Regions from separate parts of the Bombyx mori genome. Here region 1 is linked to region 2. The links are chromatin contacts, called in public Hi-C maps. All regions are on one chromosome and are shown on one strand. The core of a region is the stretch at or near the end of the contact, and the rest is flanking DNA. Distances in the headings are between cores, read along the strand shown.

What was found. Hi-C and Micro-C count contacts between places; a contact is called where the count stands out from the background.
Region 1: a Hi-C map of posterior silk gland shows a contact between it and region 2, with 1.7 times the contacts expected there. The contact joins two enhancer-like sites. A contact is called at or near these places in 3 of 7 Hi-C or Micro-C datasets (middle silk gland, posterior silk gland and whole pupa).

Annotation. Positions count from the first base shown.
Region 1 is chr6:5,968,300-5,974,990 of ASM3026992v2, forward strand. It overlaps a transcript of Ubx not described here. Among protein-coding and RNA genes, the nearest start is that of LOC119628629, 60 kb to the right of the region's middle. Within about 2 kb of position 4,147, at least 2 of the 8 cell types and tissues checked have open chromatin away from gene starts, as enhancers often do.
Region 2 is chr6:5,799,822-5,806,548 of ASM3026992v2, forward strand. It overlaps a transcript of LOC692747 not described here. Among protein-coding and RNA genes, the nearest start is that of LOC134199090, 27 kb to the left of the region's middle. Within about 2 kb of position 5,415, at least 5 of the 8 cell types and tissues checked have open chromatin away from gene starts, as enhancers often do.

The DNA.
Region 1 (6,691 bases), core at 2,897-5,396, 170 kb after region 2:
TGATACTTGTACGTATGGGACGTAAAGGCATTCCCATATTGAACCGGAAAAAAGAATAAGTTCGATAAATAAATTAGAATTCTTAGGGAACGATTACACAATGCTGACTAACGGTATCAAACAATGCTTATGACAAAATTTCTTAACTATAGCTACAATGTTGTACAAATACGTAATGGTTGAATTTGTTTTGATTAACTTTAGATGCAGCAACCTATTTAAATCATTTATTGGAATTCGTTTTAATCTTGACGCCCTTTTTAATTACACTTTAAAAAAAATACCACAATTCTGTCGTTTAGACAGGATAGATTTTTTTAAACTTCTTATTTATTTATAATTTTGACATATGTATTGTATTGTGATAACAACTGTCCTACTCTTAAAATCAGAAGTTATGACTGTTTCGTGTTAGAAACATGCAGAAAGGTGGTACTTACTTGAGCGGGCTCGCAACTTGCCCTGACACGGCTAACACAAGTAATTACGTACTTACACGCCATAATTTTATGTGTTTGATTTTAATTACGCGATCCTACTCTTTCATTGAACATTTGAACCCCACTAAACTCGTACTCTACGAGTGCTCAATTGCATATTTGTATCCAAAAACAAATCATTAAAAAAGCGAAACGGACTCTTATGCTATAATCATAAAGAATATTGAATTGAGAGCTACTTATATTTTGACTATGCTCTACTATAATTCTAAATCTACTTTCAGGTCATCGACACTTCTATTTTTGGATGTCCAGTATGAACACAGCACCAAGAACAATAGAAGAAGGGCGGCAGGCGCTCCGTCAACTGCGAAGGCCCATAAATCCAACAGGACGCGCAATTTGTTGAATTACAGCATGCGCCAGCCAGCCACCGGCTCGGCGCGAAATTAGCTTCCACAGAGATAAATTGACGGAGGCCCGCTAAATAAATTATTTGGGAAAACCGAGAAAAACGGGCGCCTTCCCTTGATAAGGGTTGTGTTGCGTCGTGGATATAATGAATATCGACCGCTTTGTTAAGAATGTGGCCCGTAGATCTATTTGTTCGGGCTTATTCTACAAAGGGATCTCAAAGTCTAAGTAGCTATTTATATTGATCAAAAACATTTAACGATATATCAATCCATTGAGGGATATTTGCTAGTTGTCTGATATTATATGCCCTCCCTGATTCTTAGCCTAGTGATGCTGATAACGAACATTGTGAACTCTCACTAATATCGTATCTACTTCTGCCTATCGTGTAACTTTAAGAGTAGCAGACAATATATCATATTTCCATTTAATCTTATATCTCCAGTAAAACCCGGCTTTCACATTGTTGTGTTGTTGTTTGAAATTTGAAGTTGGCTGGATATTTTGTAACTGCTTATCACCAAGTAAACTCTTTCGCACGTCTTAGGTAACAAAAACAATATTTCATGTTATCATGATAATTATGCTCAAATCGTCAACATAAAATTCATAGTAATTCTGTGCAGGCGAAAACCAAAATCGAAGACGCTTTATACAAAAAAATCTATTTATCACAAAAATCTACGTAACTTTTTAAATGTTACTGACATTTAAACAAAGAATTACGAACGTTAATATTGTATGTTCTGTCTTTGATGACAAAAAATGTTGCATTAGTATTTATCAATTCCAATCAATATTAGCTTCTTTTACACATTCAATTAAACGGATAAAGTTGGCATGAATCACATAATTAACATTGCACAGCCCCTTATCCATCGAAGAGACGCGTCAGAAATGAATACATTAAGTTGACCTAACCATACCTGGTTAGCCATTAGCCGGGCAATTATCACCTGAAACCCGTTGTTAACTCGGCATAGTTTCACACGACACTCGAGTGTAATTAATTAGGTGCCTCGACGGCTAAAAAATGAAGTATAGAAAATCTATGCGCAAGATGAAAAAGCAATTTTAATGAAGCACTTACATACTTATTTCACACAATTTCTGTTGGAAATTTACTTCCATTTTGGTATATTACACAAAATAGTATAAGAATTTGAATAATTAAAGTGATTCAATTTTGATAAGTGACTTAAACTTTCGTGTAATTAAAAAAAAAAACTTAAATCATCGACAAAATCATTCAATAAAAAAAAAATACTACCATTATAAATTATTCAAAGTAAAAACGCATATTTCATTTTTAGAACTGAACGCAGATCCCTCAAAAAGGATTGAAACACACCCTTTCTTTCAGCAGGATTAATCTTAGTTGTATATTCGAGATTTAGGCGGCAATAAGAAAGACGCATAGGTGGGCTTACGGCGAGGGCGAATGGCAAATTGTCTCAGATTCCAACCCTCCCCATAAGGATTTTATTACATTCGTTAACGCATAAAAGATTAATGTGTAAATACTTTATTTGTATGCAAATTCTTTACGGATTAGACAAAAGGGTTGTCGTTGATTTCGACCATAACAAAACCGCTAAAATTAAGTGTTATACGTTTGTGCCTAAACTTTTGTTTTAGAAGAGTTGAAATTGAAAGTGTAGAAATAAATTTTCACGCGACATAAAAGAATTTGACTATTTTTAAATGCGTTTTACAATGGTGTTTGATGATTCTTAAAATGATAGATAAGTTATTGTTATAAGTTATAGCATACGAACTAGGGTTCCATTTTCGAATTTGTCTGAGGCGTATCTTTATACCTGAATGGTGTAATAATTCATCCCCCCCCCCAACAGGCTGGCGTTTGTGTGTGTGTGTGTGTGTGTGTGTGCGTGCGTGTGTGTGTGTGTGTGTGTGTGTGTGTGCGTGCGTGTGTGTGTGTGTGTGTGTGCGTGCGTGTGTGTGTGTGTGTGTGTGCGTGCGTGCGTGTGTGGGTGTGTGTGCGTGTGTGTGTGTGTGTGTGTGTGTGTGTGTGTGTGTGTGTGTGTGTGTGTGTGAGTGTGAGTGTGAGTGTGTACAGTATTTTTGATAAAACCGACGCCATTATTGTTAACACCGTTTTTGTACGATTCGGCGCCAAAAAAAAAGCTACAATAGCAGAAACTATCCAATGTACAGATTTATTTCCTAAGAAATGAGATGAGTTTTTCACTCAGTAAAATATGTATTTTTGTACAGGAACTGTTAAACTGTTAAAAGGGAACAGAAAAGATTTTTCCCGCCGAGCCCCCTGTCCAACCTCATTTATCAGGATTTTGGACGGCAAAAGCTAAAATTTTTAGACGGTTTAAGCTGCGCGTAAATTTCGCAAAACATGACAACGTCGGATAAAAAAACCGACCGAATAAAAAACACTCAGCATTTACTTTGAACAACAATGAAAAACAAATTATACTTTTACGTGAAAGGCAGTTTTTTGGGACAAGTTTTTATTTACATACCTTCGTTCGTTTTGTGAACAAAGAATGTGACTCCTAACAAAATTAAATGTTACAATTTAAAAATTAAATTTCGAACGCAGTCACAAGTTTTGTGGCATGAAAAAAAAAATTTCAAATCTCACTAAACTCTGGCGCATCCCAGCAGTAAATTATCACAAGTCTCTCAAGCCGAGCCAATTACACGGAAGTTTTTAAACGCGGTCGGACGTGTAGTCATTTGTCGCCACACTGAACTTTCACACTATGTTATATATTAATTTTTATTTTTAGAATCGACTAATGCGGTCGACTTGCTCAGGCTAATCTCTTTCTCTTCCATTCTATTTCCGTTACAATTTGTTGCACGCTACCATTAGCAGGGACATTCGAAGGATGCAACTATGCGAGCTGTTTGTGTTCCATTGCAATAGGAAATTATATGAGTCTTCATTGATTAAAAAAATTATTAAAACAAATTTACTGTTTTTTTTATGTCTCCACATTATTTTCCCTTATTACAAAATAAAATTATGTAATAAATAAGACGTTAAAGCTTCAATATTTTCTTCATAATCACCGTTAAAATTTGGTGACATTGATTGCAAATATGAAATACGATTATTGGAACTATAAAGTGCTTTTTAAGAATTCACATAGTAGATATTGTACATAACTCAAATTAATAAGCATACAGCACAGGATTATGAGTAAAACATTGGCAATGATACAGCGAAAAAAAAAACTATTTAATCTTTAAACTTTTGTAGGTTGGCACATTGCGATAAATCAGCACATCGTTGCTGCATCGACGCCAAGCAAATAAGATGATACCGAGTTGGCAACAGCGCGTACACACGGAGACGGTGCCTACTAATGTATTCAGATTTAAGATAGCGTTTGCTGTGAATTTCGAATGTAAAGGAAACGAATAAAGTTACTGCAATTTGATATCAACCTATTTCTAGTACGTGGTTACAGCAATCTTATCTATATATTGATACGTGAAGCAAAAACTTTGTATCCTTTTTACGAAAATTGCGCGGACGGAGGAGTATGAAATTTTCCACACTTTTAGAGAATATAGAGAAGAAGTGCAGAATGCTAATATTTTTTTTAAATAATGCATAAAAGATACATTAAATCAATAAAAAAAACATTAAAAACACTACATACCATCTATTTGACGCACACCCGCATGCATACTATTTATCGTCAAGCTTTTGTTCTTGACGTCTGTTGTCAAATTGAGAATAAAATATTGTTTGTTTTTGTTAATATTTTTTATAGTGTAGTCTTATAGAGGTATAAAATACAATCATAATAGTGTACAAACTTACAATTCCAATTAATTATAGTCGAATTTCGACTACTGCGGGACCTCTATTACCTTTAAACGAGCAATTCTTGTATATATATAATCTGAATCTCGGAAACGGCTCCGACGATTTTCATAAAATTTAGTATACAGGGGATTTCGGGGGCGATAAATCGATCTAGCTACGATTTATTTTCAGAAAATTGTGTTTTATTCGTGTTTTCAATAATCAACTCTTCCCGACATCTATTGGCGAATAATAATACTATTTTTCTTAATTGAGAACAACTAACCGCTTTAAAGACACAACAAGATGGCGTTATAAAGAAAAAAAACCGGGCAAAGCTCGGTCATCATCTAGTTATTTATAATACGTGGAATAACAAGCAAACATATTCAAACTGGTCTTGAGCTGTATCAGGAATAGACATCTGATAGATATTTGTTAGAAGTTACAAGCAAAAATTAACATCAAGATAAAAGGTGGATAAATAAAGTGTCAGAGAAAAACGGTTTGAAGGACAAACTGGAATTTTAAAAACTCATTATACATAAACGCTAGAAATATGCAAAGTGAGTTTTTTTTTAATACAAAATAGTTAATGTAGTGATGGAAACTAGAAACCGTTGTAACACCTTTGAAGTCATTAATAATAAAAACAACTCAAGGCATACCTAAGTTAAATAACTGATTTTATATCAATCGCCGATATATCGAATACTCTCTCATAATTTGCCTATTCAATTCAAAGAGTACATATTTTTTTTATTTATTGCTAAGATGGGTGGACGAGCTCACAGCTCACCTGATGTTAAGTGGTTACTGGAGCCCATGGACATCTACAACGTAAATGCGCCACTCACCTTGAGATATACCTAAGTTCTAAGATCTCAGTATAGTTACAACAGCTGCCCCACCCTTCAAACCGAAACGCATTACTGCTTCACGGCAGAAATAGGCAGGGTGGTGGTACCTACCCGCGCCGAGTCACAAGAGGTCCTACCACCAGTAAAACATATTAAGTTCATATTAAGTTCAAACATATTAAGATTTTTTTTTAATGTAAATAAATTCGAGAACCGATGATTACAGTTAGCGGTATTGAAGTCTTATATTTCTGTTGAGTTGCACCTCCTTGTCGTTTGTGAACACCTCGTAAATCTCCGTAAGATTGTAATAAAATCCTCTGGACTCTGCGCGTCCAGTCACGTCCGCTAAACAAAACATCTTAATACTGAAGTATCTATTTCAGTATTCGGATAGTGTTTGAGTTGAGCGTTGAGTTTTATTCGTATTTTCGCAAACTTCAACAGTGTTTCTATAATGAATATAACGACAGAAATAGGTCTTTAGAAAACGATCACGTTAAAATTATTTAACTAAATGATTTAAGATTTATTCATATGGAATGTATCCTAGCTAAGCTTTTATTTATATATTTGCAAACGCATCAATTTACGTCAGATGATCGTAATTTTTCTAATTTTTGCCTTCAAGACACTCCGTTAAATTTCTACTGCCGAAACTACTAGCTACTATTACTAGTGAGAGTTCAAGAACCTTAGCTTATGTTCTAAATTTGAAACTAGTTTACCGATATAACAGCATAAGCGCCGATTACATGGCTTCTCAATTACTCCATTACCTTTCCAGTACAAAAAAGTTTTACTGATTTATAGTGGACCCACTGATATTTTTCGGACATCAGCAAATTACAATCCTTCATAATATAAAGAATTGGGGAGAGAAAAACAATTTCCCTCGGAAAAGATTACGTCCATAACGTGCTTTCTTTATTAGTTTCGATCACGTGATATAACGATAAAATATATTTCACTTGTCGTCCACTGCATTCCTACAGACAGTTCTTCTATTATCAAAAGAAAATAATGTCTATTTTGTCAAATTTAATAGAGCTCTGTTAAAGAAATAATCGTGTCAATTTCGTTCGAAAATCATATGAACATTTTTTTGAAATCTAGAATACTTGAATTTAGGTTTTGTTTGCTAAAACTAAATTCTGATGTAGTACATCTTA
Region 2 (6,727 bases), core at 4,165-6,664:
TAGTGGATTCCTAAGCGCTTCTACTAACTTGAGTATTAATGTCCTCGATTTACTATTATGACAATACGTATAAACGCTTTTGTTATAAGTACAGGGCTACACATGACAGTCTATCTGGTTATTGCCTAGAACAAAAGTACATGTATTGCAGGCAATTGTATTCTAGGATACGGTGGAAGAAACTGGGAAGCAGGTCAGTTATCGATGAGATGAATTAACCCAAACAGTGCTTGAAAGGCTAAATTAGAAGCAGAAGCCGATATGCTGTGAAGCAAACCACACCAGCTTCTGAACACTTCGTGATGATTACAACCGCTCCGATAAAATGAAATGTACCAGAAGAGTCTGCTAAAAGAAATACATAGACAAAAAATACTATTTAAAAGAAGTCGTTGGTAAAATAATCTTCCACTTGCTAGTAAGAAATCCTAAATATAATGATACACCGTGTGAAAATATTCTTAATACATATATTGTATAGTAATATCCTTCCGAAACTTCAGTTTGATTCCGTGCAAAAATGGAACTATTGAGCAAATTCATCACCTTATAGGAAAGCAGAATGCTTGAAATTGAATACTAATGTCAGCTGTGTTTCTGGATAACGGATATGCATTTGGTCAAATATAATTTCTAATTAAGTATATATCTACATATTATGTTCACATGTTCAGCGATACGTTATATATATTAAATATATATAACGTATCGCTGAACATGTGAATGTACCTTAGGTTTTTTTCTTGTGTTTCATACAGTCACGTAGCGATGTGTTTTAAATATACATAAATATATATGGTCTACCGGTATGTAATCGTTATGCTTTTATATGCATTCGTATATAATTTATTCAAACACAATATTATAGTGAGCAATCAAGCGTGACTCATTTAACTAAGCCATCTCTATTCCCACGGAATACAATTAATATGAATAAATAAATAAATTGTCAGGAATCGTATGTTGTTTATGAGGCTTAGTTGTCATTGATCATAATATAAGTGTAAAAACACGTACAAATAAACATATTTAAAATACTAATCCTTTGATTATTCGGTCAGAAGGATCAATATTAGTAAATCTTCTATTTAAATAACGGCGTGGCGACTGTGAACTTTTTTAAACAGTGTATATGGGTAGACGACCTCACAGCCGACTTGCTGCAAGTATCCGGATTCCGCAGACATCACAACCGGAATCCCAATGGTATTGTACTGCTGTCCCAACCTTCAAACGCGGGATTGGCACAAAATGCAAGCTTATCAGAAAGTAGCATAGGAGCTAGGGATTGCTTTTAAAATACCAATCTAAATACATTAACTCTATGATATCTTTAAGAATGTGTCATTATACAAAAAAAAACATTTTTATTCAATATCGACTAACTATACCTATTAAATGACATGACGTATTTAAGAAATGCAGACAATTTAACTTGGTACATTGATGAGTCACTTGATATTATCTCTCGTTTACCTACATGTCCAGATCGAGTGCAATTTGTCAGATAATGTTATCAGAAGTGGACAGCCTCGGCGGGCGCGCGTCCATTGCTAGTTATCTTTCACTCACTCTCCCGAGAACTAATTGTGTTGATGGATTAGCACTGAATTTGCATTTGAAATATTTTACGTGAATATTAATGCCTTATTTTAATTTATTTTTGAAAAGAAAACGTTCAGTTTAATGAAATTGTTTTGGACATAGAGTGTATTGTCATTTTACTGTGTTAGGAGCCATCATCTTATCTATTTCCGCTGCAAAGTTCCCGTTCTGTTTTAATATTTCAAGGGTGAGACAGTCGTTATACAATATGATTGGGACTTCAATGATGGCATCGATAATGATTACCATTATCAGTGAATAAAAGCATTAAACCTAACTCGCGTCTTATTTTATCTCTTTAATTCATATCTGAAACTGATGGTCAATCTAAAGCAAACTCAGTTAAAATATAACAGCGGGTAGGTAACGCCTCTCAACCACAATATGAATATCTGAACATTCGCAACCACGCCAATAACAAGCAATTCAAAATTTAAATACAAAACGAAGGTATGTCATAGTATGTCAGTCGCCCACAAAGCAGCGTCCCCTCAACCAATCCCGCAGCCGATTTAAATGTTAATCATCGGGTGTCGAAATTATTAATTACATTCGGACATCGGCGACACAACGTTACGCATGCAGATTGCAACGCCAACGAATGATTAACTATGCATGCGTGCATGAAGATTCTCTGATGCATTTGAATCGATTGCGGCTATTTCAATGATCGATCAACATTCCACACGATTATAGGACATTTATTTTATGTTCACGCGCCCGGAATAGAATTCACGTTGATCGATTTATGGAGCTTAGTTTTAGAATTTCGGCTGACAAGTTTGTATCACCAAAATATAAAGTAGCATCAAATAATCGTGACCAACATTTAGTTCATTACCAAAGTTCTAATGCCTAATTAAATAATATAATAAAATAGAAATCAGATAAAGCTGAAAAGACAGAACTTAATGTTCAGATCTATTCTAATATTTTATAGCAATAAAAAAATGTTTCTATTTATCAAAGCCATAGTGTAGCTTTTTCTTATGTTTTAATTTTTCAATTTAGAAAATACACGCAATAAATACGACCTCACCGACCTTTGCCTATATGTCTCAAAGGGTCGTTCACATTATAGAACCCAATCAACACCAGCAAGGATGTAACTGTACGTAGAAATATTTCACAATTTCTTTACGAATCAACAATAACGAATGGCTGAGAAAGTGCCGGTTCAAAGCACGCATTACAGTAATTAAGTATTTTGTCCACGACTGTCTTAATGCGGGTTTGATGACTATAAATATTGACTGGCGCCTGAATTATTGCGGTCGGTTTACATAAATCTTTTGTTATGCGGCTTTATTACTTTATCTGAACGTATGTTATGATTGATAATTGCTTTAACACGTTCATCTAAAGATGTGATTTGAATTAACTATTTGTATGTCTATAGCAATGCAATATTTTATTTATACGCATTTCGATACTGTATTTATTTTAAATAATTATATTCTATATATTCTAATGATAAATACTTAACAGTTAATCAGCATCTTTTTATTTGTCAATCCATTTTCCTTTTGTTTACTTTAGTGACTATTGATGAACTTTAGTGCCATCAATAAAATTATTGGAAATATATTATATTTTTTTCTTAAAAATTTCAACAATGCAAAAAGAAAGTTAATACATAAAACTAACCGAAATCTTGAAGCATCAGTAACGGTTGAATTGTTGTGAATATAATTAAAATAATATACACTAGCAGAACAGGTAAATTTTTATTATAATTAACGTCAATGTTTCAATATAGATTTGCTTTGATTGTAAAGGAAATTACATAGATAATTAATCTGGTCAAATCGACGTCAAATCGGGTTCAACAAAAACAACAATAGCATAGTGATGTTGTCGCGTACTCAAAAATCGAATCTGAGAAACTGTGTCTATACCAACACTTCCCGGAAGCGAATTCTGTTTAGGACTACCAGGCCAGCCCTACATTAACATTCACCGAACATTTGATCCGGGAGTTATCACGTATCGAATAGAATAGAGCTATAATATTTTATGATCCCTTGTGCGCCTTACTGGGCGGCATCGGTGTTCGAATGTTAAAATAACACGGCGTCATATCGATTGCTCTGTAGTTAATCGATAAATACTGCGTATTTAAACTGTACCGATTTTATCGGTTGTCGTTTAATATGCTACCATGAATAATGTATAAAAGTATAAAAAAATTTTAGGGATCTGTTTTACGTATTTACCTACATTTGTTTTAATTTTAGTTTTATTAATAAAATGTTAACTGTTTTTAATTTTATAGAAAATTTAGTTCACGGTTCACAGTAGGTATGAAACGTTTCGTTATATTTTGAGGGTTACATATTATTTATTAGTCTTGGTAGTTATTAGTTCTAGTATTAATCTAATATATAAAATTCTCGTGTCCTCCTCCTTACACACTTACAATAAGTTAGTTTTTGTTTCTACACTAGAAATTCCCTAGAAATCTTATATATGGCAAAACAATGTTTGCCGGGACAGCTAGTAGTTATTATAATAATATAAAAATATTATTTTAGGATACATGCAAATTGTGTTCCTAAGATCTTTTTTAACTGTTTAGCTCCGGAATAATAAGACATCTTGCTTTAAAAAAAATATATGACGATGGCGTATGGATGACCATGAAAGAGTGTAGCGGCAATAGATATGCCGCACTTGTATTGCTATTTTCTTTTGGACTTGAGGACTATTTTCGGTGAAATGAAAACATGTTTATTTTTTTGAGATACTAGTTGCCGTATGTATTCTGAATTAGCAATCGTACAGTTTTATAGGATAGTGGGGTCAAGGAACAATATTCTTATCCAATTGCAACCGCACACGTTTCTAGCGTCACACACAGCTCTATTCTGATTGGTGGGAATTTAGACAATAATACCAATTATAGTGAGGGGTAGATCTCAGGGGTATTTTAAACTATGGGTTAGTCACCAATATCGAATTTCGAATTTTAATCTTCCTTTAACAGAAATAATTTTCAATTTTAAACATTAATTACATTTAGACGCGGGCGCACGCTATTCACACTCAAAACGGAAGCGCCCGGAACATAGATTATACACTGTTAAAAAGATGGACATAGATGCTAACTATGTATAGCGAGCGGGCATACGGCCGCGAGAGTGACGTACCGATCGGTTTGCTATACAATATAATAATAAATAAATAAAGAAGAAAAAAGCCTTTTATTTCGTACAAGTGACATAAAAACAAAAATTAATGCAATTCTTAACTAATAAGTAATGTATTTGTTGAATAATATTAGGTATTATTTCCCGCTTGCAAGAACCCCTCCTCGGGTACAGGCCTCCTCCAAGGATAGCCAATCTTCTCTGGATTGCGCAATTTTAACCTAGTTTGTAGTTGCTATTTTCTTTATATCGTCTTCCCATCTAGTATATGGTTCTTCTGAAGACCATATAATATAATAGTACCAATAACAAAATACAGATACAATAATTTCATGGATCGACATCCTTAGCATTGCAAATGCGTGAACAAAGACGTTGGCCACACAAAATCTGATGGGTCGTATTCATTTACTTTCAAAGGTAACAAATAATTAATTTACAAATCTCAATTAAAAAAATAAAAATATAAATTTGCCGTTTCTGCTATCCGTACCTTACTGGAGTTTCGAAGCACCAGAATAAGCCCGCTCCAGCTTGCATATGTTCAAGTGATTTTTCACGGCTACGGTACTTGTGTTCAAAGGGCACGCAGTACCGTGTCGCAATCACGATCCGAGATCACGACGAGTCCCTCTACTATTTACTAATCTAACCGATCATTATGCAACAAAGAAATTTCTACCTTAAGCAGCTGTTGATAAGGCACATGAGTGCTGCAAAGTTTTCGATGTCAATACCAATGATCTCTTAAGTGTTAGCGCAGATGAATTCAGGCTTTATTCTCGTCACATAAAGGTCACTTTTGTAGGTTAAGTTTATCGGTACGATAGTAAAATGTCTTTAGAGCATGTCGCTACCAACCTTAAATGCATTAAGTTTGTATATGAGATAACAATCTTTGCGAATGCAAGTGCTTTGTTGTTTCAAAGATAGAGTTGTTGTGGTTGATTTATTTTTGGACATGTTCTGTTTGACTTGATAGTTCTGCGTTAAATATTCTTGGTAATGTTAATAGGACTTTCCTATTATCAATTCTGAAACTCTTTGAATCTTAATAAAATGATACATTTTTATTTCCAAATATGTTTTGTTTTATCCTAAAAATAAATTCAGAAGTTAAAATTATAAAAAATCGAGTTTATGTTTAGTAAAAGTATTTTTTTTGGAACTAAGAAAGTTTTGTGTTTAATAGCACGAAATGTCGCTAAACTCCATAAAAAATACGTAAAAGCAACTTCCAGAATATCCCTTGAAAAAAAAAAAATTCTTGTTTCGAGGGGAAAATATCAAAGTATTTCACCTAACCTGGTTTATTAAAATAATTTCCAAGTGCGTGAGGTAACCGCCCTAAACAGCTCTCAAACACGCGAAGACCTACCAAAAATAGGCAGTGACACAATTTTGTCACTTATACCTTAAGGAATAAGGTATTAATCACGATGCATTTTTTTGTGAAGCTTAATCAGTGAATGGAACTTGTCCCGTGAGTTATACGTATAGGTAAGATAAGGCGGTAAAGAAATATAATCAAATGCTTTAAATAATTTAATCACCTACGCAATCTCGGCTTCTGGATGGCCTCATTACATTTTCGATTAGATTAGAAATTCCACTGTAAAGCTAGTAGTAGGCTGTTGATTGAATAATGGAAACAGCTGTTGTTTTCTTTTGATTTGTGTAGAATTTTAAGTTCGATGCGGCCAATTATTTACATGATTTGATTATATTAGTCTTTAACTTTTCGATATTGAACACTTTATAAAAAACAGACTGACAAGTTTCACATCAAAAATAAATGAGAATTGGTCTACAAAGTCAGTAATAATTTATTAGTAATTTAAAACGTTGTCTAAAATCGGAATATTAAAATATACCTATCTAATAAATACCTACTGAAAATATTCGACCTTCCGAATTGTCGAATTATATAATAAGTCGTCATTATATGAGTTGAAAACTCTCAGCACTTACAT